7 separate regions of the Mus musculus genome follow, and all the other regions are linked to region 1. A link is a contact called in public ChIA-PET, Hi-C and promoter capture Hi-C data. All regions are on one chromosome and are shown on one strand. The core of a region is the stretch at or near the end of the contact, and the rest is flanking DNA. Distances in the headings are between cores, read along the strand shown. Region 1 holds the start of Bin3 (bridging integrator 3). Region 2 holds the start of Fam160b2 (family with sequence similarity 160, member B2). Region 3 holds the start of Tnfrsf10b (tumor necrosis factor receptor superfamily, member 10b). Region 4 overlaps Piwil2 (piwi-like RNA-mediated gene silencing 2). Region 5 holds the start of Rhobtb2 (Rho-related BTB domain containing 2). Region 6 holds the start of R3hcc1 (R3H domain and coiled-coil containing 1). Region 7 holds the start of Reep4 (receptor accessory protein 4).

Evidence for each region. Promoter capture Hi-C pulls out the DNA fragments that hold promoters and counts their contacts. A called contact is a pair of places that touch in the nucleus more often than the background predicts. ChIA-PET counts read pairs in DNA pulled down with a chosen protein or histone mark. Capture Hi-C pulls out chosen DNA fragments and counts their contacts.
Region 2: a contact with region 1 is called in a promoter capture Hi-C map of pre-B cells. The contact joins the promoter of Fam160b2 here to the promoter of Bin3 in region 1. A contact is called at or near these places in 5 of 39 promoter capture datasets (the C10 cell line, cranial neural crest, liver and 2 more), 1 of 115 datasets of contacts at active chromatin or transcription factors (bone marrow-derived macrophages) and 1 of 9 other capture datasets (pancreatic islet).
Region 3: a contact with region 1 is called in a promoter capture Hi-C map of embryonic stem cells, with 2.5 times the contacts expected there. The contact joins the promoter of Tnfrsf10b here to the promoter of Bin3 in region 1. A contact is called at or near these places in 10 of 39 promoter capture datasets (the 3T3-L1 cell line, 3T3-L1-derived adipocytes, the C10 cell line and 7 more), 2 of 484 Hi-C or Micro-C datasets (cortical neurons and double positive thymocytes), 3 of 115 datasets of contacts at active chromatin or transcription factors (bone marrow-derived macrophages, intestinal villus epithelium and large pre-B cells) and 3 of 9 other capture datasets (adipose tissue, liver and pancreatic islet).
Region 4: a promoter capture Hi-C map of pre-B cells shows a contact between it and region 1. The contact joins the enhancer-like site here to the promoter of Bin3 in region 1. A contact is called at or near these places in 10 of 39 promoter capture datasets (the 3T3-L1 cell line, the C10 cell line, cranial neural crest and 5 more), 4 of 115 datasets of contacts at active chromatin or transcription factors (the 230-238 cell line, bone marrow-derived macrophages, embryonic limb bud and 1 more) and 1 of 9 other capture datasets (liver).
Region 5: an RNA polymerase II ChIA-PET map of memory CD8 T cells shows a contact between it and region 1, with 576 read pairs. The contact joins the promoter of Rhobtb2 here to the promoter of Bin3 in region 1. A contact is called at or near these places in 15 of 39 promoter capture datasets (the 3T3-L1 cell line, the C10 cell line, the HPC-7 cell line and 11 more), 5 of 484 Hi-C or Micro-C datasets (B cells, CD4 T cells, bone marrow-derived macrophages and 2 more), 18 of 115 datasets of contacts at active chromatin or transcription factors (the 230-238 cell line, the SCID.adh cell line, bone marrow-derived macrophages and 11 more) and 2 of 9 other capture datasets (adipose tissue and liver).
Region 6: a Hi-C map of B cells shows a contact between it and region 1, with 25 read pairs. The contact joins the promoter of R3hcc1 here to the promoter of Bin3 in region 1. A contact is called at or near these places in 8 of 39 promoter capture datasets (the HPC-7 cell line, cranial neural crest, frontonasal cranial neural crest and 5 more), 1 of 484 Hi-C or Micro-C datasets (B cells) and 3 of 115 datasets of contacts at active chromatin or transcription factors (embryonic stem cells, large pre-B cells and pancreatic cancer cells).
Region 7: a promoter capture Hi-C map of pancreatic islet shows a contact between it and region 1. The contact joins the promoter of Reep4 here to the promoter of Bin3 in region 1. A contact is called at or near these places in 4 of 39 promoter capture datasets (cranial neural crest, embryonic stem cells, pre-B cells and 1 more), 2 of 115 datasets of contacts at active chromatin or transcription factors (bone marrow-derived macrophages and memory CD8 T cells) and 1 of 9 other capture datasets (pancreatic islet).

Annotation. Positions count from the first base shown.
Region 1 is chr14:70,097,912-70,101,650 of GRCm38.p6, reverse strand. It overlaps Bin3 (bridging integrator 3), which reads right to left and starts at 1,558. Exons shown (of 9, transcript NM_021328.4): 1 at 1,455-1,558. The coding sequence starts at 1,462.
Region 2 is chr14:70,597,929-70,601,512 of GRCm38.p6, reverse strand. It overlaps Fam160b2 (family with sequence similarity 160, member B2), which reads left to right and starts at 1,678. Exons shown (of 17, transcript NM_194345.1): 1 at 1,678-1,771. The coding sequence starts at 1,727.
Region 3 is chr14:69,765,713-69,769,212 of GRCm38.p6, reverse strand. Tnfrsf10b (tumor necrosis factor receptor superfamily, member 10b) reads right to left here and starts at 1,741. Exons shown (of 8, transcript NM_020275.4): 1 at 1,422-1,741. The coding sequence starts at 1,553. 4930480K23Rik (RIKEN cDNA 4930480K23 gene) reads right to left here. Exons shown (of 3, transcript NR_130157.1): 3 at 2,100-2,148.
Region 4 is chr14:70,400,587-70,404,183 of GRCm38.p6, reverse strand. It overlaps Piwil2 (piwi-like RNA-mediated gene silencing 2), which reads left to right. Exons shown (of 23, transcript NM_021308.2): 11 at 1,962-2,150; 12 at 2,682-2,766. Among named protein-coding and RNA genes, the nearest start is that of Gm24890, 26 kb to the left of the region's middle. Within about 2 kb of position 1,258, at least 100 of the 459 cell types and tissues checked have an H3K27ac peak or open chromatin away from gene starts, as enhancers often do. A contact at or near this core is called in the 230-238 cell line, bone marrow-derived macrophages, memory CD8 T cells and 2 more, where this site is marked.
Region 5 is chr14:69,803,533-69,806,914 of GRCm38.p6, reverse strand. Rhobtb2 (Rho-related BTB domain containing 2) reads left to right here and starts at 1,370. Exons shown (of 10, transcript NM_153514.5): 1 at 1,370-1,878.
Region 6 is chr14:69,705,592-69,708,911 of GRCm38.p6, reverse strand. It overlaps R3hcc1 (R3H domain and coiled-coil containing 1), which reads left to right and starts at 1,328. Exons shown (of 8, transcript NM_001146012.2): 1 at 1,328-1,406; 2 at 1,731-1,858; 3 at 2,228-2,365; 4 at 3,034-3,320. The coding sequence starts at 1,749.
Region 7 is chr14:70,543,649-70,547,208 of GRCm38.p6, reverse strand. It overlaps Reep4 (receptor accessory protein 4), which reads right to left and starts at 1,958. Exons shown (of 8, transcript NM_180588.2): 1 at 1,471-1,958; 2 at 660-732; 3 at 203-279; 4 at 1-94. The coding sequence starts at 1,502.

The DNA.
Region 1 (3,739 bases), core at 309-2,808:
CTTCAGGAGATTTCCCTTTAGCAAAGGGAACTGAGGAAGTGCCCCTTGACCTGTCACTAGCTAAGCTGTAACAAGATGGGGAAGTTAGCTTTTAGGGGTTCCAGCTTTCTGTGGGCCTCTTGGAGGAAGAGGTTGAGGGGAAATGAGTATCTCCTGCTGAGGCTTATTAGAGCTTCGCGGGTGTGTGTGTGTGTGTGTGTGTGTGTGTGTTCTGTTCCCTGCTTCTCCAGCTGTCTGACATTTGTCCACCAATTAACCTCAGTCTGAGAAGCAGGTGGAGGAAGGGGCAGAAGTGGTTTACACTGTACATTAGAAAGCTATCCTTGACATTGACTGACATTAGCTGCTTGTGGCGAAAGCTTGGTCTCCACTGGTGGTCAAGTGTGAAAGCCTTCTCAGAGGGTGTCTAGCTAATTTCATTCATTCATAGCTGATTATCATGCACTTATTTTGCATAACAGACTGGGCTCTGAGCAAGTCCAGCCCCCTACATTAATGCACCTTGGGATCTAAAGAGGGCTGATTAATCTCATACTTCCTTGGAGGCCAATTTATTCATACAAATGCATTGTAAACAGTTAGGAGTTTGAGTGGGGACCATGGACACACAGGCTCTTGGGCCTAATGGTAAAGACATTGACAGCCTTTAAAGAAGCCCTAGGAAGACAGAAAATTTATGACTTTTCATCTGCACGTAAAAACAAAAACAAAAACCCCAGAGCAACAATTAAGGACCAGCTTTTGGGGAAAGAGGACCTTCCACATTAGGCTAATCACAAACAGGAAGTATCCACCGTGAGCTCCCCCCACCCCCATCTGCAGCTGTGACATTCCAGCTCTATGGCTCCTTGGTTTGACGATCCCCATAAAGTTTAAGCTATGTCTATCTTAGAGAGAGGGCAGTGGGGTCACAGCCCTGGAAAGATTCAAACAGTCCAATCACACATTAAATGTGTGTGTGTGTGTGTGTGTGTGTGTGTGTGTGTGTGGTGCAATTCTGATCCTTCCCATGTGAGAATCAACTTTTACATTTTTAAAAAGAATTTCGTCTTTTGAGGCACTGTTAGGTGATGTTATTCCAGTTGTCTGAAAGCAGCTGGATTTTGGTCACAGAACTGTGCCTAGTCTGCCTCAATGAGCAACACAGCTCCGGAGCAGATAAGCGCGGTGTAGAGATGCCCACGGGAGCGAAGGAGGACACTGACTCCACCTCAATGGATAGCTGAGAGAAGAGGGAAGAGGGACTCCTCACGCCAAGGAGGTGAAAGGAAATGCGATGGGAGAAAGGGCAGGCAACAGGGATCAGACGCGGGTCCAAGGCTAAGGGATCCTCCTCGGGAGTCTGGCCGAGAGATGGAGCCTCCGGGAGAGCACCGAGGAGGCTCCCGGAACCGCTTAGGAGCAGGGCTGTCGGGCCGCCCTGGCTCCAGCCGACGCCACCCGGCCTCACTCACCAGCTCATGGTCCTAAACCCACGCCGACTGCCGGGGTCCTCGGTAGAAAAGTAGGTTCTCGAGGATCACTTCCGGATTCGGCCAGTCTCCAGGAAGTGATGAGGGACACGCCCCCTTATGCCCGGAAGAGGCGGGAGGGAGGCGGGCCCACGCGTTAACACTTTGTTCTCTTGTTGTTTGAGGCGGACTTTCTTTGCGGGACGTGGTTGCGCTCCGGCCCTGCTTTTAAGGCTCTGTGCGTAGAACCCATCACGGGCTGCAGTTTCTGTCTGATATGGGGTTTCTAACTCGGAGACACAAGCGGCGACAGGGGAAGGAGCTAGAGGAGACACAGTAGACGGGAAGCTTGCGCTTTGCTCTACACACTTTCGTATTGAAAATGTTGCATGTCTCACCTACATCACCTGGGTCCCCTCCCCCCTCTTCAAGAAGGTTCGGGGTTCGAATGGAAACAGAGTTAAGTGCTTTTCAGGGTGGACTAGTCTGTGAAGCTATTCAATGAGGGAAGATTCAGAAAGCCCGGTGTGATGACAGACAGGTATCTGCAATCCCCGAATTCTGGAGGTTGAGGCAGGGAGAGGTCATGAGTTCGAGGCTAATGTTGACAACATGGCCCATCTGGGCTTCACAATCAATCCAGTCTTAAGAGAAAACAATACACCAAAGCCTAGCAAACAAAACAACAACAACAGGAGTAGAAGGCCTCGGCAATGTTAGGAAAAATCCTAACAAGTTGCTGGACAGGCTGTTAGGGGCCCCTGGAGCTGTGCATGGGGTTTTAGAAGAATAAGATCTAAGCAAACAGCTTGCATTGGGCCTCAGAATTCAGAGCCCCAGTGTACCACAAACTACCTAGAGTTATACGCTGAACCGAGTTTCTCTGCCCAAGTTCCTGCTTTAGAAGCCAGAAACTCAAGCAGAGAGAACCGTTCCAATCCTCTCTCCTGACCTCTCTAGGACTTCGCTTTCTTCAAATGTACCTGGAGGGTTGTAGGCACAGCCAGGGGAGCAGCTAAGTCCCTATGACCTAGAGCAGAGGTATATACAACGTGTCCCAAATTCCCAGGGCCCAGGGGCTCAGAGGAGGAGGAACAAGGGATGGCTTTTAGTTTTAAAAAGGCTTTCCAATAGGAGGTGGCTCCCTCAAGACATGTCACAGACCATCACCATGCTATTTCTTCAGGAAATAAGTAAGCAGGAGCAAAGGAGTGGTCTTGAAGAGAATAGAAGACCCAGAATCCTTGACAAACAGCTGAGGCAGAGAGCATGGGTTGGGAGAGTCTTGCAGCTTTGTATGGGGTGAGATGAATGGAAACACTGTGTGATTGTGAGTCTCTTGGTGTTCCAGCACTTGTGGATGGCTCTGCCCCATTTCCCCCTGCCCCATACTCAGCCTCCCTCAGACATCGTCTGTGGTGAGCAATATTTTCAAAAGTTCTAGCCTAGGACTGTGTATATCGAGAGAAGTCTGTTTGGGGGCTGTTGGTTGGAGTAGCTGACACATTTTGCAGGACAAGAATGGATGAGATCTGGACCAAGGGAAGAACTCAGGGCTCTAGTCCCATCTTTGGCAGCATGATCAATTTCACAAAAATCATGTCCCTTCTCTGGGCCTTGACTCCTCATCTATCAGAAGTGGGGATGGATAATACTGCTGATGAATCCCCTCTCAGTCAATTTCCAAGTGCACTGTTATATTAGTTCTCAACCTCCCTAGAGCTTCAACCCTTTAATATAGTTCCTCACGTTTTGGTGACCCCCAACCATAAAATTATCTTTGTTGCTATTTCAAAACTGTAATTTTGCTACTGTTATGAATTGTAATGTGAATGTCTGATGTGCAGGACCTGTAAACGGGTCATGACCCATCATAGCTTGAGAACCACTGATCTAGAGGCTCTTGGGAAATGGGACAGAGAAGAAAGACCTTGGAACAGAGAGGCAAGCCCAGAGAAACGAGCAGGTCTGAGCAATTGTTGATGTCTGAGGGTGAAGCTAAATCTGAATCTTCAGGGAGAGCTGAGGCCTAACTGGGGCTGTTTGTTTATTGCCCACCTCAGACTTTAACATAATCAGCAGGGTCTTCTAGGATACTGGGGAGAATGCTGGCTTCCTAGGGTTTGCCTGGGAAGTGTCTGGAGGTCTCTGAGGTTAACATAGCCTTCCTTCCTTTCAGCAAGTAGGGCCTTAGGTTTAGGGTTGTGTATACCTTGAAGCTTCTCTCTGTGAACTTCCCTGTGAGGTAGCATGCACACATCTAGCATACATGGTCTGCAGGACTGGAA
Region 2 (3,584 bases), core at 429-2,928, 500 kb before region 1:
AGCGCTTGCTTAGCATGCATGAGCCCTGGGCTCTCTTGTTAGCAGTGGACACACCAGGCATATGCCAGATCCCAACACTAAGGAAAGGAAGATTGGGAGTCCAAGGTCAACCTCAGCTACACAGTAAGTTTGAGTCTATCCTGGTCCATATGAGACCCTGTCTTGAAAAAAGAAAACAAGAGTTGACTTTACAGTCATGAAATCAATGAACAACAAAAATATCTGATAATTAAAAAAAAAACAATGTGTCAACTCTGTTTCCTTTTCCTTTTTCATTTTCAAGACATGGTTTCTGTGTCCTAGAATTTGCTCTGTAGACCAGGCTGGCCTTGAACTAGTAGAGATCTGCCTGCTTCTACTCCCTGAGTGCTGGGATCAAAGGCATGTGACATCAAGTGCAATTTACATGTTTTTTTGTTTTTTTGTTTTTTGTTTTTGTTTTTTCGAGACAGGGTTTCTCTGTATAGCCCTGGCTGTCCTGGAACTCACTTTGTAGACCAGGCTGGCCTTGAACTCAGAAATCCGCCTGCCTCTGCCTCCCGGGTGCTGGGATTAAAGGCGTGTGCCACCATGCCCGGCCCAACTCTTGTTTTTAATGTCTCACTATGTTTCTAAGACTGGCCTGGAATTTATAGTGCAGCCCAGGTATGGTAACACAAGCCTATAATCTCCAGCCTTGGAACAAAAATAATGGTGAGTTTTAGGATATCCTGGATATTTAAGATAGATGTAAGTAATTTAATCATTTATAATTTATGTAAATACCTATATACATTTACATAATTTTTATATAATTTATGTATTATTTATCCATCTATCTATTTACTTATCTGATACTGAGGATTGAACCAAGAGCCTCATGCAGCCCTTGTTTTTTATTGTTTGCTTTGGTTTTTGTTTTAAACAGTTCGTGTCTTCAACCTCTCTCTCTCTCTCTCTCTCTCAGTGGTGTGTGTGTGTATGTGTGTGTGGTGTCAGTGTGTTGTAATTGTGTGAGTGGTATGTGTGTGTGTATGTATGCATGTATCTTTGTGTTCGGAGTGTGTGTGTCAGTGTGTGTGTGTGTGTATGTGTTTGGTACGGGATCTCACTACCTCCTTGAATTGTTGATACTACTGAGTGCTGGGATTGATTGCAGGTGTACCCCAATTGCTTTCTTTCCCTCCAGAGCGGGGGACATGAGACAGATTTTGCTGGGACTCTTCGGATCAATTCCTAATCAAACAGCAAACCTTAGAGGACATCTTTTCCAATAACGACCTTTTTTTTTTTTTTTATAAAAGTACTGAACAACAGGGTGAAATTAATATTAGCCATAACCTATTCCAATATTCCTAATCCATTACATTTAAACATGTCGTCAATTCTTCCCACTATGTCTTTGCCTTCTGGAGTGTCCTTGACACAGCTTGTCAGGGCCAGGTCATTTTAAACACTCCAGAGCCGTGTGTGTCCAGGGCTACTGTGTTGGTAGGATTGTGAGGGTGCACGAGGAATTAGAAGTCTCTGGGTGTTACTCAAAGGAATCTTAGGTCATCAGCTCCCAGGGTGCTCCCCACCGCCCTCCATCAGGACCTGCCCAGCCCTGGGCTTAGAGCGCCCCCGAGCCCTCCGGCAGGGGCGGGGTTTCAGAGCCGGGTCCCGCCTCCCGCCCGTTGGGCCGCCTCCTCCGCCACCGCTGCGCCGCCACCGGGAGCCGGGCCGCGAGCCGGGCCGGGCCGCCATCATGCTGAGCCGGCTCGGGGCACTGCTGCAGGAGGCCGTGGGGGCGGTGAGGCCGGGCCCTGGTCGGACCGGAGGGGCGGGCGCGGGCAGGGGGGCGGGCGGGTGAGGTGCGGGCCCCTTGGGCAGGGCCCCTCCCCTGGCCCCGACGCCGCTTCCGGGCTTCGTCTTCGGGTACAGTCCCGCGTCGCGGCCGCCAGGAGCGCCTAGCTCCGGGGTTCTCTCCAGACCGACCGGCTCCCTCGATCTTGCGCCTCGCTCTTCTGATCCTAAGCCCGACTCTCGTGATCCTGAGCCATGCTCCCTTGATCCTGAGTCCCGATCCCTCGATCCGGCCTCCGCACTGCTTCCTGTTGTGCTTCCTGTGTCCCACTCCCTGACCTGCGACTCGGTCCCCCGAGCCTGCGCTCCGCTCGGCTTCTTTAACGTTCCCTGTGCCTCGAGAGCTTCCGCTAGCTTTGTAACTCTTCTCTCCCCAAAGGTTCCCTTGTCACCAGCCCTTTCTCCCAGATCTGCCCCCACGCCTCCTCCTCCGCCCGGCAGCCTTCCTTTCTCGTTCCTGACGTTCCTCCATTCCTCCTCACCTGGGATTGACAACAGCCTTCCCCTTCCTCTCTTAGCTGCCAGACAACTACTGGGAGCAGGGGTTCCCGCACTGAGTTCCCTCTTAGCATGGGAGTTGCAGCCCTGAGTGACATAAGTCCCAGGAAGAAGGTGATAGAGACCTTTGCAGGGGTGGGTGGTCGCGAGAACCCGGAAGTAGCCCTCTGCAGGCTTATCTCAAGCCACTGAGCCAGCTGACCTTGAGTTAGGGACTTCAGCCTGCCGGAGGGGCTTTGAATGGAAGAGTTGTTTCCATGCAAAGCTAGCTTGCTTGCGCTCTCTCTTTTACCTTCTCTCTCTCCTCTCTCTCCTCTCTCTCTCTCTCTCTCTCTCTCTCTCTCTCAGTTTGTGTTTAGGCCCCTTTTTTCTGGAAGTGCATGTCCCTGGTCACTTCATTCAGCAGCCTTGCAAGAAGCTATTTGAAAAGTTAATTATTTTTTTCTCATTGTATAAGAACACTGTCTAATTGATGGGTTTAGTCTATCAAATTGTGTCCTGAGAAACAATCTTAGGTCTGACGCCCCCCCCCCCCCCCCAGTCAGAACCTTCATTGTTTTTGGTGTTTGGTGTTTGTTTGTTTGAGACAGGTTGTCTCTATGTAGCCCTGTATTCTTTAACTCCCTCTGTAGACCAGGCTGGCCTCGAACTCAGAGATCCACCCGCCTCTGCCTCCCGAGTGCTGGGATGAAATCACCATGCTAGGCTGCTATTGTTCATATCAATTGGCTCAGCCTTAGGAGAACTGGTTAAAGGAGAGGGAGGCACTTCTGTAACCTCCCCTCCCCCCACTGTCCAGCTCTGCTGTGAGGAACAGGGCCTAGGGTACCCCCAAGAGGGAGTTTCCAAAATGACCTTTTCACCTTTTCTTCTCCTTCCTGTCCCAAATAAAAACAAGTGTCATCTTAGAAAGCAATCTGATACACTAATTCATCCTTCTGGACACAGCTCAATTGTCAAGGAGGGTTGGCAGTGGGGACAGCCCTAAGCGTCCTTGATGCTTACACTCTGAGTACAGAAAGCTGAAGCACCAGGGGCTGCAGATGAAGAGAGCGGAGGGACATATTTTTAGGCAGGTTACCTGCAGTGTGCAACATACAGACCATGTTCAGAAAGTGTGCTTTATGCCACATAGGAATCTCTTTTCAGCTCCATCCACTGTCTGGGGAGTTTGGTCTTCCCTCAGGTTGGAACATCCAAGTGGAATATGAACCACTCAGAGTACGGCTTTCTGCCCCTTCCGGACCCAACAGTAGAGATCC
Region 3 (3,500 bases), core at 492-2,991, 330 kb after region 1:
TCTCTCTCTCTCTCTTTCTCTCTCTCTCTTTCTTTCTTTCTTCTTCTTATTCTTTTTTTCCCCCCAAATAGCTAAAGAAGTGATACTAAAAGTAACTAGAAGCCAAGAGAGGATGAACACGCTGGTCCATAGGCAGGGCTGCCTGGTACTACCTGAACACATCTTAACTCTGCTTCCTTCCTTCGTTCTACTTACTTATTTTTCAGACATATGCATGTTCCTCCTCAACAGTGAGGAGGAAGAAGATTAAAGAAGATTAAAGATTTTATTTATTTATTATATGTAAGTTCACTGTAGCTGTCTTCAGACACTCCAGAAGAGGGAGGGCATCAGATCTCATGACAGATGGTTGGGAGCCACCATGTGGTTGCTGAGATTTGAACTCAGGAAGAGCAGTCAGGGCTCTTAACCGCTGAGCCATCTCTCCAGCCCAACAGTGAAGTATTAAAACAGAAGGTGGAGAACTGTGTCCAGCCTGGTGGAAATGAGTCTAGAATATAATATAAGAATATATACAATAAGTGTCTCTAAAAAGACACTTGTGTGCCTTTCTATTTGAAGTTAGAAACAATGGACTCCAAGACACTGGAATTCCCCTCAACAATCTCATCTGGCAGAAGGGGAAAGGCCCGATTCTAGGCTCTTCAGGGCCCCTTTACTCTTTTTAAGCCCAGTAAGTTGCAGAGTCCAAGAAACTGGAAAAAGTACAGTCAGTGATGTGACGCGGAAATTGAACAGAACTTTCTGGCAGCTAAAGCTAACACCAGGCAAGGCTTCCTTTCCTGCCTGGAAAGGGATGTCCAGCAGCTAGGGAGGGTCTCCACCCCCTCCCCCCAACAGCCCCCTCCACCTGGCTCCCCCACCATGGCCTTCTCTGTCCTTAGGATCCTACAGGGTAACTGGATCCTTCCTCCGCCCACTGTCCCCTCTCCCTTTCCCTGCTCCACCTTGGGTGCCCTGGTGCGTTTTTGCTGGGTCAGCTGCTCGCCACGCCCCTCGCGTGCCATCTCCACAAGCCCCAACCCAACGCCAGAACTTTCTTCCCACCATCTTTGAGGACCTCTCATCTACCGTCAGGACCTTTTTCTACCAGAGCGGCGCCTCACATCCTCCCAGTCTAGAGTGTTCCGCCCACCTCCCCATCCAGTCCTGACCCACCTCACCTTCGGGTCCCCCACCCCCCCTCACTCCACCCCCCCTCTCACTCCACCCCCCCAACCCTCTCACCCCACCATCGAACCTTCTAGGCTTCCCTGTTGAGGCCTACCTGGACCCCCGCGGAGTCGTGTCCCCCCCACCCCCCGCAGTGTCAGACCTCTCCCACCACACGCACGTGCGCGCCCGGCTCTCAGGACATTTCCTTGCCATTTCCTTTCCTGGCCGGCTTCCCACTTCGGGCACCGCAGTCGCGCCACACTCACCTGTAGCACAGCAAGCAGCAACGCAAAGCTATATAGAAGTCTGCGCTTCGGGAGTGGCCGGAGGCCTGGGGTGTAGTGATCTGCCCGGGCAGCGGCAGAGGCTGTGGGCGTGCTGGGTCCTGGAGGCTCCATGGTGTCAGCTCATCCGAAACCCTGCGGCTTCAGCTCCCAAAAGCCACGAAGGATGGCTGTCCCCTCACTCCTAAAAAAGTTCTCTGGATTTCCTCACTCCCAGAAAAGTTCTGGATTCTTGTCGCGGCGACTTGACGCTTAGTGGTACCTCCAACCTCCGCGGGCTTGCGCGCGCACCGGGCAGGGGTGGGGAAATCCACCTTGGGAGGAGCTTGATTACGCGTCCAACCCCGATCCTACCTAATATGAAAACTTGGGAGCAGTCGCCGGACAGAATCTGAACAACTTTTATTTTTTTAAAGAATCACACCACTTTTATTATATTTGTCAGGTCGTGGTTGGAGACGCCCATGCTTATTAAAAAAAAAAAAACCAACTCGTAATACTCAAAGGTCTGCCTGTCCCTTCATATTTTGACTAATATGATATTCACCTTTGAGTTTCAGCTTGTGTCCCTGGAGGAGCCGACTTGAAGATGTCTGTAGTAGTGAGTACTCCTCCTTCCTCATCTTCTGTCTCCTTCATCTCTCCTTCTCTTCTTCTCTTCCTCTTCTTGAATTTGTTTTTGTTACAGTTGTATGCTACCAGGCAGTATCTGAGAACACAGAAAAGGAAATGATAGAATGGATGGTCTCACCCCAGTAACAGAAGCGAAATCAATCCGTGTCTCTGTAACGTTTGGAACACTGAACACACTTAGCCGTGGTGGTAAAGCACTTCAATCCTAGCACGAGCAGAGGCAGGCTGGTCTCTGAGTTAGAGTCCAGCCTGGTCTACAGAGTGAATTTCAGGACAGCCAGGGCTACACAGAGAAACCATGTCTTTAAACACACACACACACACACACACACACACACACACACACACACCTAAACCAACAAAACACAAACAAACAAAAAGAATAGATGACCTCATCTACCCACATCAGTGCATTTTGGTAATTTCACAATCTCAATCAATCAATCTCTCTCTCCACATTTATACACACACATATATATATGTATATACATATATATCTCACATATACACATTATATAATATATACACACATATATACACGTACATATACATGCAGGTGTACTGGTGCCTCTAATCTCTGCACTCAGGAGGTAGAGGCAAGTGGATCTCTGTGAGTTCAAGGCCATCCTGGTCTACATACTGAGTTCCAGGACAGCCAGAACTATGTTGTGAAACCCTGTCTTGAAAAAGCAAACCAATTATAACAAGAGTTTGAATTTCCATATGCTTCAGGCCTCCAGATTTCCAGTATAGAATATCATTGAACAAACATCATCACATTTGCCTCAGTTTACTTCTTAATCCACAACCCCAAACAAAATTTTGTAGGGGGGAAATGCATATTTTCAAAGAAGTAAGTTGCTTAAAACCTGACATAATTCTGTAAGCTTTCTAGTACCAAAATAAAGTATTCGGTTTGTTAAGAACCTGTATCTTCTGATTGGTGGACCTCTGTGAGTTCAAGGCCTGCCTGGTCTGCATAGAGAGTTCCAAGACAGCTACAGCTACATAATAGAGACCCTGTCTCAAAAGAAAGAAAAATCTAACTTCTGTCTAATCACCCGAGTTCTCCCCAATTGGCTCAGATGACGCCAGCATTACAAGAAGCAGCTCGAAGCTGCTTGGAGACACTGTGGCCAGCTGGCCTTCTAGGTTCTCAGCACAGATCCCACGAGGCCACAGAGGAGGGAGAGTCCATGAGCAAAAGCTGATGTATCATGGGACATACCTGGAAACTGGATGGGGCTGTAAGTGGCCCATGTGCAACCTGTGAGATCACGACCCCCTCTCCTGGGTGTGCTTGGTCTATACTCCCAGGGTTAGGAGATAGAGCCATAAGTCATTACTCCCTTCTGAGTCCTATGAGACATTCACTGTACAAAACAGCCAGGAGGAGGCAGATGGACAGTGTATAAGGATGTGTTTGTA
Region 4 (3,597 bases), core at 9-2,508, 300 kb before region 1:
GATCCACTTTTAAAATGCATTTTTAAAAGTATTTATTTTATTTCACATGCATTGTTGCTTTTCCTGCATGTCTGTCTGTCTGTATGAGGGTGTCAGATCCTAGAACTGGACTTACAGACAACTGTGATCTTCCATGTGGATGGTGGGGATTGAACCTGAATCCTCTGCAAGAGCAGCCAGTGTACTTAACTGCTGAGCAATCTCTCCAGCCTCTAAAATATATTATTTAATTGTAAAATTTTTGTATTTTAGATACAGATATCTTGTCAAGTACATAATTTGAGATACTTTCATATGAATTGTCTTCCCTGTCTTAGTTAGGGTTTCTATTTCTGTGATGAAACATAAAAGCAACTTAAGGAGGAAAGGGTTTATTCAGTTTATTCTTCAGTCAGCATCTCTATTTACCATCAAAGAAAGACTGGACAGAAACTCACACAGGGCAGGAGTCTGGAGGCAGAGCTGATGCAGAGGCCGTGGAGGGTGCTGTTTACTGTCTTGCTACCCATGGCTTGCTCAGCCTGCTTTCTCATAGAACCCAGGACCACTAACCCAAGAATGGCCCCACTCATAGTGGGTTGGGCTCTTTCCTATAAATCATTAATTAAGAAATTGCCTTGTAGATAACTCTAGTTGTGTCTCGAGTTGACGTGAGACTAGCCAGCACATTTCCTCCCTCCCTTTCTTCCTTCTTTCCTTTTCTCTCTCTCTCTCTTTTTTCTTTCTTGCTGAGACAGGGTCTTGTTATGTAGTTCAGGCTGGTCAGGAATTTACTGTGTAGACAATGCTGGCCTCAAACTCACAGAGTCACTCACCCTACTTTAGTTTGATGTAAGAAACTTATTACAACAATAATTCAAAGTTCACCAGAGGTACCCACAAATCCCTTTGCCCCATATGCACATCCTCAAAGAAGGGCTTCTGTGTGAGCCAGAGCAGCCTTACAGAATCATAAGATACAGATGGCCTTTCTCGGAACTATTCAGTAATGTTGCTTTAGGCCTCCCACGTGTGGTTTGATTTGTGATTTAAAAGAGAAGTTATGGACATGTTACAAAACTTTTCCCTGTTGTATTTGGAGGTCATGAAAATTTAATTAAAATCTCTAAAATTTTATTTTATGTGTATGGGTGTTTTGCCTGTGTATATATCTGTGCACCATGTTGAATGCCTTGAGGCCAGATGATGGTGTCAGGTCCCCTGGAATTTGAGTGACAGATGGTTTTGAACCCCTACCCCTAGATGGGGCTGGGACTTTAACCTAGGTCCTCTGTAAGGCCAATCTGTGCCCTACACCACTGTAAGGCCAATCTGTGCCCTACACCACTGAGCTTTCTTGCTAGCCTGGATCTTTTTTTTAAAACAATGCAAGTGACTTTCCTTTGGGAGACCTCAGTTAAAAACAAACAACAGTTGAGTTGAGTGTGGTGGCACAGGCCTTTGATCACAGGACTCCTGAGGTAGATAGAGGTAGACAGATCTCTGTGAGTTCAAGTCCATCCTGGTCTCATAGTAAGCTCCAAACCAGTCAAGGCTACGTCACTGAGACCATGTTTCAAAAAGAGGAAGTGAGTTGGGGTTGACTGGAGAGATGATACAGCAGTTAAGAACACTTCCTGTTCTTTTAAATGAACTGAGTGCGAGTGCCGTGCGTTCCAGCACCCACATCAGATAGCTCACAAGCTCCTGTAGCTCCAGCTCCGGGGGACCCGATGCCTCTGGCCTCCTTGGGCACTTGCACTCACGTGTGCATACAGGCATACACACCGCATTGAACATAATTAAAGTAATAAAAATAAATCCTAAAAAACGATCATTGGTTCATGAGATGAGTATAGCTAATGAGGGGTAAAAGATGAGATCCAACCCTTGGGTCCTTACTTCAGTTTCTGGAGCCCCGTCCCTCTCTTAGGAGCCTGAGGGTATGGATGCCAACCAGAGTCTCTTACCTCTTCCCAAAGGCATGCTATCTACCAGCAGAACAAGGAGCACTTCCAGGACGAGTGCAGCAAGCTTCTGGTTGGCAGCATTGTCATCACGCGCTACAACAATCGTACCTACCGAATCGATGATGTGGACTGGAACAAGACCCCTAAAGACAGCTTTGTCATGTCGGACGGGAAGGAAATCACATTCCTGGAATACTACAGGTACAGATGAGAGACTGCACTTGGTCTGAGGGTAGGGGTGGGACGTGCTCTCCAGGCTCTGGGTAGTGAGTACAGTTAAGGATGAGGTACCTGACACTGTACAGCTCTGTAAACTGGTAATAAAAACATCTGAGACCACATGAGCTTATTTGTGAGTCTGGCCTGTATGTGTTGGTACTTTTGGCAATTATTACATAAGTGATTTTGGGGGTATCCGTTGTATTTTTCTTGTTGGTTTTGTCTGGGGAGAGAATTGAAGTTCTCATCTTTAATCATTAGACTTTTATTTCTAAATCCTTTAGCTTGATGCACTTTCCACAAGCTTCTCTCCTGGGCTGTACATATAGCCTTTGTTCTCTGTCCATCAGCAAGAAAGCTGTAGCCTGCATTTCCCACTTACATATACTGTGATTAGTGTCTGATGGATTCTCAGTGAGGGGACTGTGCAAATTGTAAGCTGCAGTAGCACTGAAGAGGGCTGGAGGGGTTGTTGTAGGAGTGGTGACACTCTCTTGCTCTGTCCTGCTTTAGCAAAAACTATGGGATCACAGTCAAGGAAGATGACCAGCCGCTGCTGATCCACCGGCCCAGTGAGAGACAGAATAACCATGGCATGGTGAGTGGCTACCCTCCCAGCGGTCCTCCTCCGTACTGCTGCCCTGGCTATGTGTGCGCTCATCCGCTTATACAGTGTGCTGTGTTGGAACACATTGGGCATGGTTGTATTTTCCCTGTACTCAGAGTTGCCAGGAGGAGATAAATACCTCCACGAACAATTTGGGTTAAAGACATAAAGAGAGTTCCTTGTATCTAAAGATTAAAAACTCTGGAGCCTGGGGAGATGGTAGAGTGGTTAAGAACACTGGCTACTCTTCCAAAGGACCTGGGTTCCATTCTCATCACCCACATGGCAGCTCACAACTGTCCCTCCAGTTCCAAGGGAGCTTGGGCCTTTTCTGGCCCTCTGTGGACAACAGATACATATATACATGCAGGTAAAACACTCTTACATATACAAAAAAAGTAAAACTCTGACATGAATGTGAAAGCACACGCCTACAATCCTAGTACTTTAGGAGGCAGAGGCGTGTTGATCTCAGAGGTCGAGCTTAGCCTAATCTATGTAGCAAGTTCCAGGCCAGTCAGCGCTAAGTAGTGAGACATCACCTCAAAAAAAAAAAAAAAAAAAAAAAAGTTTGTGGGGGCTGGGAAGATTGCGCAGTGGCTAAGAGCACTGACTGCTCTTCCTGAGGATCTGAGCTTGATTTCCAGCATCCACATTAGGAGACTTGCAACTGCATATAACCCGGGCTCTAGAGACTGACACTTTTGGCCTCTGGGCACTGCATTCATGTGCATATACCATCCTCCCTGCCCCCTAACACACACACAATTAAAATAATAAAAATAAATCTTAAAAAACAAAAATCTATAGATTCAAAAGAGA
Region 5 (3,382 bases), core at 121-2,620, 290 kb after region 1:
CAGTCACTGTCAACCTTCTCTTCCGCTCTGGGTAGGTGTTGGAGGCCAGGGACAGTAAAGTATCTGCCTACTGCACAATGATTAAACGAACCTGAGTACACACTTACTACAGGCGCCCTGGTGAGCAACTTTCTGTCCTAGGCACTCACAGACAGGGCATATTTCAGACAATACAAACTGAGTATTTATTTGCTTATAGCAGGGTCTCCCTACATCAGCCATATTGACCTCAAACTTTCCATCCTCCTGCCTCAATCCTATCAATGCTGGGGTTAGAGGTGTGTATTTTGGCCAAAAATCCAGTTTTTATTTGACTTTGGAGAGGGGTAGTAAACCTCTCTTTTATATCATATTTTGCATAAACCAACATTAAAACAGATCTGCATTCTCAAAAAGGACATTGGAAGTGTGATAGGGGAGGTTGCTGTGTGAAGTTTGCCAGGCTGCTTTAAAAAAAACTGTCCAGAGAGAATTGGTAAGATGTGTAATTCCTAGCAGTCCCGACCAATCTATGGAACCCAGCCTTGACCGGGGACCGCAGACGCTTCCTTCCGATGAACAGAATGGATGGCATTAGACTCAACCCATTTTTATTTTAGGGTTTAGAGATAAGGTTTTGCTTTGTAGCCCAGGTTAGTCTTGCACTTATGACAATTTTTCTGTCTCACCCACCCAAGTGCTGGGGATGACAGTCACTATATTTAGAGCACCCACAGAGGACTTAGGTAGGGATTCTCTGGCTAATATTTCCTTGGCATTCTTTGCAAAGTTATGGAGATTCTACTGAACTCTCTTTGACAACAGGTTGGGATGGGAACCTCTAAAGAAGGTCTAGGTGGCAGACAGGTCAAAAAGTACGGGTATCCATACAGAAAACTCACTAAGAGCTACAGAAGTCGGAGCTGCAGGGATAATGAAAAAAGAAAGGTCCCCCAGTACTCGGAGCAGCTGTGTGCGGGGTAGAGGCTTGGTTGAATTAGGGAGAAACAGGAAAATCTTCCCGTGGCCCTCTGACTTGCATTCTCAGGGCGCACCGCCGGATGAGTTTCTTCCTAGCCTCCTGGGGAAAACTATCCTGAGAGTCCTGCAAGGTTTTGAGACTGGCGAGGTCAGCTGCTGGCCATTCGTGGCTCCCAGGGGAAAAGGGAGGAGGTGCAAAACCAGGAGAGGAGCGGGAGGCGTTCCCGGGATCGGGGGCGTGTCTCGGGCGTGGCCTCTGGGTGTCCAATCCCCATCGCTCCGCTCTCCACCAACCACACGCCGCTGTGGGCAGTCCTTGTCACAGCAACCGTTCCTGGGTGCAGTTTTTTTCCTTTTTTTTTTTTTTTCTTTTTTTTTTTTTAATCCCTCTCCCCTCCAACCCCCCCAACTTTGCTTTTTTTGTGAATGAAAAAAGGAGGTCGTGAGCGGTCTCGGGGACTGCGGCGCTCGGCGTCTTAAGGCTGCGCGCGTGCGGCGGCCTCACCCGGCGCCTCGCTCTCTAGCGCGCCGCCCGCAACCTCCGCAGCGCAGCCGGGCGGCGGCGCGGCCCAGCGGCCGGAGGTCGGAGCGGCGGCGCGCAACCCGGCTCCGCGAGCCTCCATGACATTGGGCGCCCGGGTCGCGCGGAGATGCTGATCCGGAAGAGGCAGTGGCTGCAGTGCAGCGCCCCAGGCTGCTCACGTGCCGCGGTCCGACCAGGGCTCCTGTGCCAGAGTTTCTTCTGATCGTACCTGAACCGGGACCCCAGGAGTCTGGGTCTCCAGCACAGAGCAGCAGCGTCGGCGGCGCCCCAACTTGCACGCGCAGAGTGACCCCAGACATCTCACTAAAATGAGCGTGCTTAGCAGGAAGAGATGTGTTCCCTACACTAGAAATTACCCCGTCACATGTAGTGGTGTAAGTACACGATTGATTTCTATTATGGCCGGGTTGCAAGCAAACGTGCCACCTCGCCTTGGCTCATCCTTCAGCACCCTCCCCTCTCCTCCCTGCGTCCCTCCTGCCTTCCCCTGAGCTCCACTCTTCCCTTGGGCACTTGCTGAGTCTGCACAGTTCAGAGGGAAGAGAAACTAACCTTTCTTGGGTGTTTTTAGGGGAGAACTACATGTTTTGCATCGGTGTGTCGTGCCCCTCCCCCTTCCCTATTTATTTCATTAAAAAAAAATTGTGTGTGCAGAGCGGCATGTCAGGAGGGAAATAAGAGGTTCAGAGTGGTAGAGGTGTACCTTTTTCCTTTTTCTTTTACTTTCCTTTCTTTTCTTTCTTTCTTTAAAAAAACAAAAACAAAAACAAAAAACAGTACAATTGCGGTGTTTGCTGCCGGCAGTGGAGCTAGCTGATTCTTTGAAGTCAACTCCACTGTGGTCTGTCCAGCTGAGTTTTGGCAAACTACTGGTGGAATTCTTGAGCTTTCTTTGTTAATGTTCGGGTAGCCTAGGGTTGAAAAGGTTTATCCTGTATTTAGGCTTCTGTTTCTGTTAATGTGATCATTTAAGATCCCTTTGGGCCTTGCTTTACGTTTTCTGCGTGGGGAGGGAGGATCCACCCCTCCACCTTCGCCCATATTACAATGTCAGCGTCCACAGTGGGAGCTCCTTTAACTCCAAACCGACCTTTCCTTTGCTCCTCTCCTCCCGAGTCTTCCTTTCTATCCACCTTCCTTGCTTTTTACTTTCATTTTCTCGATTTTCCTCCCTTTCACGTTTTTTTTTTTTTTTTTGTAAGATGCAGGATGTGGGATATTGGTTGCTAGGAGACAAGCCAGGCTCCCAGGGAGATTGTCGTTTCCTTGACAACCAGACTAGGGCAGCCACAGATGAACAAGCCTCCTATCAGCTGTGGGAGGGAAAGGGGGGCTTTTGAGCTCTGCAAACAGTGTGTGTAGGGGTGCGGGGGTGGGAATGGGAGCCCTTGAGGTTTGTGGGTAATCCGAGCACACCTTCGGATCTGTCCTGGACAGAGCACAAAGAACTGGGGAAGCTGACGTGCAGGACACTGTTTGTGAAGGGGGGGGGGGGTAACTTGGGGACAAGAGTTGGGGAGGAAATCTCAGTGGCTTCAGGATTGTCAAGGGGGTGGAATCAGTGAATTGGAGGTTGTGATACCCTGGATGAGGGTGGAGGATGGTCAGGAGGCTCTGGAGGAATGGGGCTGGGACAACTGAGAGGAACAGTGTCCAGTCACTGAAGAAGGGTGTGCCAGAGGGAAAGGGACAGTGGGAAAGTTCACCGCATGGTTTGTATTGTCATGCATCAGCAGTGATCCAGAAAAGTAGTAATATTCTAGAACAGAAGTTACATTAATATTGCCATGGTGTCGTCTGGACAGGATCCTCACTTAAGACAGGCCTGATTAGACAAAAAAGTTCTCCTGGCTTAATTGGGCCAGCCTGTATCTTAAA
Region 6 (3,320 bases), core at 79-2,578, 390 kb after region 1:
CACTGCCCAGCTAACTTGTTTTTCTTTCTGTTTCCTCCCTCCCCCCCACCCTGTTTCTTTCTTTGTTTTTGTTGTAAGAGCTTCCACTGTATGTTTTGTGAGCCTTCTGTTCGGTGCTTTCAGTCTTGGAACTTCTATATCTTCGTGGTGATCTGACCCTTTTACCATGGTATACAATTCCTTGGTGTCACATGGTTAGGTCCTGGAACTTTTCCTGCCTTCTTTCCTGACCCCCACTCCAGCAGGAGCCAAGGAGCTGAGTGCAACCCCGTGTAGCTTGGATCAGTCCTTAATCTTTCAATCATGCCTCCTATTTGGGGTAAAATTTTAGAAGACGCCAGCTTCTCTCACTGAGCTCACCTAGCCTTATTGTGTTTTCTGCTTCTGTGCCGGACTTCTGATCACCGTGTCAATACTCGAAAGGTGTTGAGTCTTAGTCATAGCATATCTATAAGCATTGGTTTGGCAAGCACACTAGATCTAGGTTTTGATACTCAACTCTAGTCAGCGTATTAGTGGCTACTGGACCTAGTGGCCCACTTTGGCCCAACTTGGGTCTCTGTGTGACAAGAGACCTTTGCAGGTCTCTCACTGAGATGATATAGGGGACAGATTCTGGATACAGTGTTTAGAAACGTTTACAGAGGTGTAGGATTGTCTTGTCTGCTTGTATATATATGCACCATCTGTTTGCTCAAGGAGTTCAGAAAAGGCTGTTGGATCCCTTGGAATTGGTGTTACTGATGGTTCTAAGCCACCCTGTGGGTGCTGGGATCTGAGCTTAGGTTGCCTCAGGAGCAATATTATTAACAGCCCAGTCAATTTTTCAGCCCCATAAAAAAAGATTTATTTACTTGTTTGTATGTGCACCAAGTTTGTGTCCGAGTGCTGATGTTACTGGGACCTGAAACCAGAGAGAGGTTCCCCTTCTTAATTCCTAAATCATCTCCCCAGCTCCAGCCTCCCGCTCTTACCTCTTTCTTCCTCCATTAGGTACCAGGTCAAAGGAACCTAAAATTAGAAATATATAATGTCATCACTATTTAGCATCTAGTAGCTGTTCCCTCGTGTTGGCAGAACTCAATTGGTTCTAGAAGATAAAAGTACTATCTGACTTTGGAATCAGAGCCACTTTTGACTTGTGTAACTCTAGACAAGTCATATCACCTTTTTGGGTCTCTATTTTCCCAAGAGAATAATTGCTTAGTTGCTTCTTTGAGGGAAGCCCTATGCGTTTGGGTTAGAGCAGCTCTGGCCCTGCCCCAGCTCTTTACAAGAACACGCCCCTCTGCGGCACGTGCAATATCTCCTCCCGGCCTCACGATGGCGCTAATTCCGCTGGGAAGAAGGGGACGCTCAGGCTCTTGGGGACCCTGAGCGCGGCGGCAACTTTCCGAGCTGCCGCGGTGAGTGTTGAGGGTGTTGGGTGTTTCCTCCTGGGATCGCGAAAGGGAAGGACGACTGCGTGTTGTGGGACGGTTTCAGTGGGCTGCGCCCCAGAACTGAAAAGCCCGGGTAACACGCGGCGAGACGAGGCGGTGCTGGGAGCAGGGAATCCAGCCTGGCTCTGGACGTGAGCGCACTCGGCTCCACACTCACGCGCCTCCCATCCCGCTCCACAGTGGCCAGGGCTGCGAAAGTCTCCAAAGTCCTTGCTGCAGGGACACTTAGGGCTGTGGGCGGCCTCTGGGCCCATATTCTGATCCCGGCCTTGGCCACCGCTCCTACAGGCTCTGCCATCTGTCACCCTGGCCCTTCTCTGCTTGGACGGTGTCTTCCTCTCCTCGGCCGAAAATGACTTTGTCCACCGGGTCCAAGAGGAGCTCGATCGTTTCCTGCTGCAGAAGCAGCTATCCAAGTACGGGGAACGAGGGAGTGGCTTTTAATGCCAGGATAGGCATGGTTTGCCCCTCTCCCAGGTTCTGTGCCCAGGTAACTGGCTGGTCCACCAGAAAGGCCCTGCCTTTAGCCTCTGCCAACTTGCCCAGCCACACCTTTCCTTTGTATCGCAGCATCACCCCACTCAGGCAGAAGTGCTCACTTTCTTCTAGATGATGGGAACTGTAGCTCCCTTTGATGATCTACTTTGCAATTAGGCAGGGACCTGCTTGGGCACAGTGAGCCTGGTGTTAAAGCCACCATAAACCTGGGAGCGGCCTGGGTGGGAATTGGGTGTGGGGTGAACCCGCGGTCTCAAGCTTATTATTTCCATTTGGTTCCTTTGCAGGGTCCTACTTTTTCCCCCAGTCTCCAGCCGCCTGCGGTACCTGATCCATCGAACGGCGGAGAATTTTGATCTTTTGAGCAGCTTCTCTGTTGGGGAGGGCTGGAAGAGGAGGACAGTCATTTGTCACCTGGACATCAGGTGAGTTTGTCCTACTGCTTTGGAGGGTTCTCAGCAGCTGTGTGTGTGTGTGTGTGAGTGTGTGTGTGTGTGTGTGATGATTGGACTAGCTGGCTAGCCAAGGAGGGTAGAGTTTGGTAGGAGCCAGGGCCACAGTCACAGTTGCCTTTTGCTTCATCAGGGATGCAACTGACTTGGCTGTTCAGCTGTTCGTGTTGGGCCAAAGAAAATATAGTGCACACAAGCAGTTGGGCTAGTAAGGGTGGGTCTACACCCCTGTCGTCTTTGTGAGCGCGTTCTCCAGAGAGACCTTGGTACAGGGCATGAACGTGTTGGCCTATAGCCATCCTTATTGCCATGTGCATCTCATAGGATGGATATCTTATTACTGTGACTCTGGTTCTAATAACAGCTCCTAAATGCAATTATTATCCTTGTTTATCGTGAAACCCAAGATTCAGCACCCACTGATTTGATTGTAGTAGTCACCGGGGAGCTCCTTTGGGTGTGTCAGGGATGGCACTTGCCTTTGCCACTGTGCCTTTGTAAGAGATTGTTTTTAGGGTCATTTTGGTTGTGACTTTTGCTTAATGCTGACTTGTCAGTGTCATGCCTGAATGATAGGTGGCCCCAGTAGGCTATTTTGCTGTAGACCCAAACATGCCCTGAAACTCCTGTTCCTGCTCCAGAGTACCCAGTTCAGATGGCCCCTCTGGTCCCTGCCGCCCTCCTGCCTCCCATCCCAGCAAGTACCGTGGTCCTCGGTATACCTCACATCAGGGAGCAGCTGCTGGTCCCCGAGGTGCTCCAGCAGGACGCTGGCATCGTGGACGGAAGCCGGATCAGCCTCTGTATGTGCCCCGGGTGCTACGCAGGCAAGGTGGACCGGTGGCAGCCTCCATCCCAGGCATCAAGGGAGAGGACCCAGCTGGTGCAGTGTCAGAAGAAGAGCCTAGAGAGGCTGGTGCTGGGGACG
Region 7 (3,560 bases), core at 709-3,208, 450 kb before region 1:
GACAAACTTTCGGTAAAGCAGGCTGGCCCCCTTGGTGTAAGGTGAGAGCAGCCACAGCACAAAAGCCATCTTGAACTCGTAATAAAACGGGAACCTGTGTGTAAGCAAGGGGAGGGGTTTGTGTGAGCCAGAGGCCAGGTGGTGGTGGTGGTGGTGGTGAGGCCCTTCCCAACCCCATGGCCTGCCAATCCTTGGGCCGGACCAGGAAATGAAGATGTCTGTGAAGGTTTCTGCTGCCATGAAGATCGCAAAGACAATCCAATACATCATCCACCGTACCTGTGGGTCAGAGTGCAGAGCTCAGCTCACGAGCCTAAGCCGCCAGGACCCGCCCCCAGCCTGCCCAACCCAGAGATTCCTCAAAGCCAGTCCCACTGCATTGCTGGCTACAGTTTCCCACATCTGCTTAGACAGGAGCCCCTGAGAAACTGCCTTCCGTTCCAGTGCCCCCCCCCCCAGCATGCTTCGCCCACGAGATCCTCCATGGCTATTGTTAATAATGGCTGGCCTTCCTTCCACTAGACCACTCTACTTGAGATCTGTTCCACCATCGATCGAGCCCCTGGAGTCTGACAGGCCAGGCCCTCCAGCATCACCAAGTCCTACCACCTCCCTGACCATTCCTCAATGTTGTCGTCTACCCCACTCTTTGCACTCACATATTCTCGAATGTTCTTGCTCTTCACGGCCTTGTAGGAAGCATACGCAGGATACAGCATGCCAAATATGAGCCTGGAACAGCAGTCACAGGAAGTGTGAGGGGACCATGCCCCACCCTCTCCCTGCCAGGTGGCTGCTCCCCCTGACCTGGGTGCGAGATGGCAGTGCCTGCCCTGTTTTTCCCGCTTGGCTTGCACAACCCTGGGTGCCTGAGTCAGTGCCCCGGAGGCTGCCTCCCCACCCGGCTGTTTACAAACATACCAAGCCTGCCTAGGCCTGCGCTGGTGGCCCATGGGTACAGGACAGACTGAGAACACACAAGGTGGGTGAGAACACTAGGCTGTCCGCTCCCACTACACGTAATCAGGCCCAGGACCACCAGCATGCAGTGAGGGACATTTGAGCCAGGTATTGGGATATCCAAAAGTGAGGTGCAGGCTGCAGAAGCTGAAGCTAGGGTGGTGGGTCATGTGGCTGCTCAGATGGGAAGGAGGCACCTAGATTCTCCGCCCACAGCAGTACCTAATCACCTTCTCACAGGACTGTAGGTGGTAAAAGCCCTGAGCCCTAGCAGCACCTGTCTGCAGGAAGGGTCTCTGTCAGACCAGAAGGCTGCAGGGTGGAAACAAGGTATGCAGTGACCAGGTCCCACTTCAGACCCCCAGGACCGTTAAGTGTGTGCTGGGAAACGGGGTCATGAAGTCTTTAAATTTTCCCTTCTTTACAAACGTCCCCAGTTTCCACCCAAAGGCAGGTTGGCATCCTGGGACAAAAGGGAGGGGGGAGGTGTCTCACAGTGACCATACTCACACTACCAGGCGACAGATCATCCAGGACACCATCCTGACAGCCTAGGGGGATGACCCCAAGAGACAAGCGGAGGGACGCTCACTCAGGAGCTGGGACAAGGGGGTGAGTGGTGCTGCAGTACACCTCTCCCTCGGTGTAGGCGGAGATCACCACCCCTGACTTCGACCCCGCAGTGCGGGGAGCCAGGAGAACCCGGAACCAGGGGACCGAGGGCCTAGCAGAGGAAGCCGCCTTGTGATCGAGGCGGGAGGGCGCGTCCCTCCGCCTCGCCGAATCCTGGCGGCTCAGTCCCACAATTCCTGCCGCGGAGAACCGTTCGTCCCCCGTCGAGGGCGGCGCTGCTGGTCTCGGGTCCGGGTGGCAGGCCGGACCTCAGCTCTCACCTGCCGCCCGGGTGGCAGAGCGCCCGACCACCTGCACCGGTCTCGGGGCGGAGTTTGTAACTCACTTAAAAGTTGCACGGAACCAGATCCTGCCCAACCCCAGCGCTCAAGCTCCAGGCGCAGGCGCAATGGAGCCCTCAGAGGGGCGGGACGAGGTCAGGGAGACAAAAGGACCGTCTCTTAAAGCGGCGATGCTCGGCGCACTTCGGAGGTGGGGCCGCCGGTCGAATAGTCTTCTGAAAGGTTGGCAGGTGGACAGATAGGGAGGAAAAAAACAAAACAAAAAACAAAACAAAACAAAACAAAACAAAAAAACCCCGAACTGCTAGCTAGGTGTGGGTGGCGCACAGGAGTCTCTGAGGTGGAGACAGGAGAATTATCAGTGAGGCTGGATTACAGGTGTATCATCAATACACTGTTGCAAACAAACAAAAGGAAAGGAGAGGAAATAAAAGACAACTCGAGAGTGTTCCTCGGATGCCTTTTTATCATTTCTCCATCTCTGTAAAATGGGATAGAGAATGAAATGAGTGGTTGGCCCACAGGAAGCACGTTCTGATCTGATCTTACCTTCGCAGAAGTCCAGCTGACTGACCATGCTAGAAAGGAGGGAAGAGTGGGATTGGAGAATCACCCTTCTGACAGCTTCAGGACTCCACTTGTTTCTAAAGCATCTTTCCACGATCCATATACCTGGGCATTCTGACCCCAGTGTCTTAGAGACTGAGTGATGATCCGGGTTCACCCCGGATCTTCTTTCCTAGAATTTTGAAAACCCACCTGTTTCTGAGACAGGAATAGAGATATCCCAGAAAATTCTAAAATCAACACTTGCTGTTTTGTGCTTCTTGTTGTTGTTGTGCGAAATGATGGAATTGTTGAAGCGTCTTCTTATTAGATTGGCCACACTGGCTATCTATAACATTTGACAAACTTAGATATATCATTACTGTCATCGTCATCATCGTTAGTACCTTAGTTTCTTCATCATCATCATCATCGTAGGGTTTTTGTTTTTGGTTTTTTTTGAGACATTGTTTCTCTTTGTACCCCTGGCTGTCCTGGAACTCTATCTGTAGATCAGGCTGGCCTTGAATTCAGAGATCTACCTGCCTATGCCTTTCAAGTGCGCGCACATACACACACACCCCAAAAACCAAACAGAACCATGGAGTCTGATTTGTGATGGCCAACTACTCCTGAGCATGGGACCTACCCTGGAGTATAGTTAATATACCCAGTGCAGCTCCATTGGAGAAGACTAACTTTCCCTTTTCCAGCAGATATCAGTTTCGAATAGCTTCATGGCTAGGGATGAGAGAGACTTTGTGCCCACTTCCCCTCCTCTGTGCTGGTCTTTGTGTCTGGCTTGAGCTTATGCAGGGCGAGTGTACGCTGCCACAGTCTCTGAATTCATGTGTGCATCTGCCCATTTGGTCTGGAAAAGATTGTTTCTGTGGAGGCATCCACCACCCCTGCTTTTTACAGTCTGTCTGTCCCTACTTTTGCAGAGATCCCGGAGCCTCGAAGGGAGGGCTGGGAGACATCCCGTTGAGGTCTGACTGCTCCGAAGTGGCTCAGTCTCTTTATGTTGTCCAACTGTGGGTCTCTGTCAGCGATTACTGCAAAGAGAAGCATTTCCGATTTACCCACGGCCTTAATCTTTGCAAAGATCTTTAAAAAAAAATTTAAGAAATGTCCTCAGGG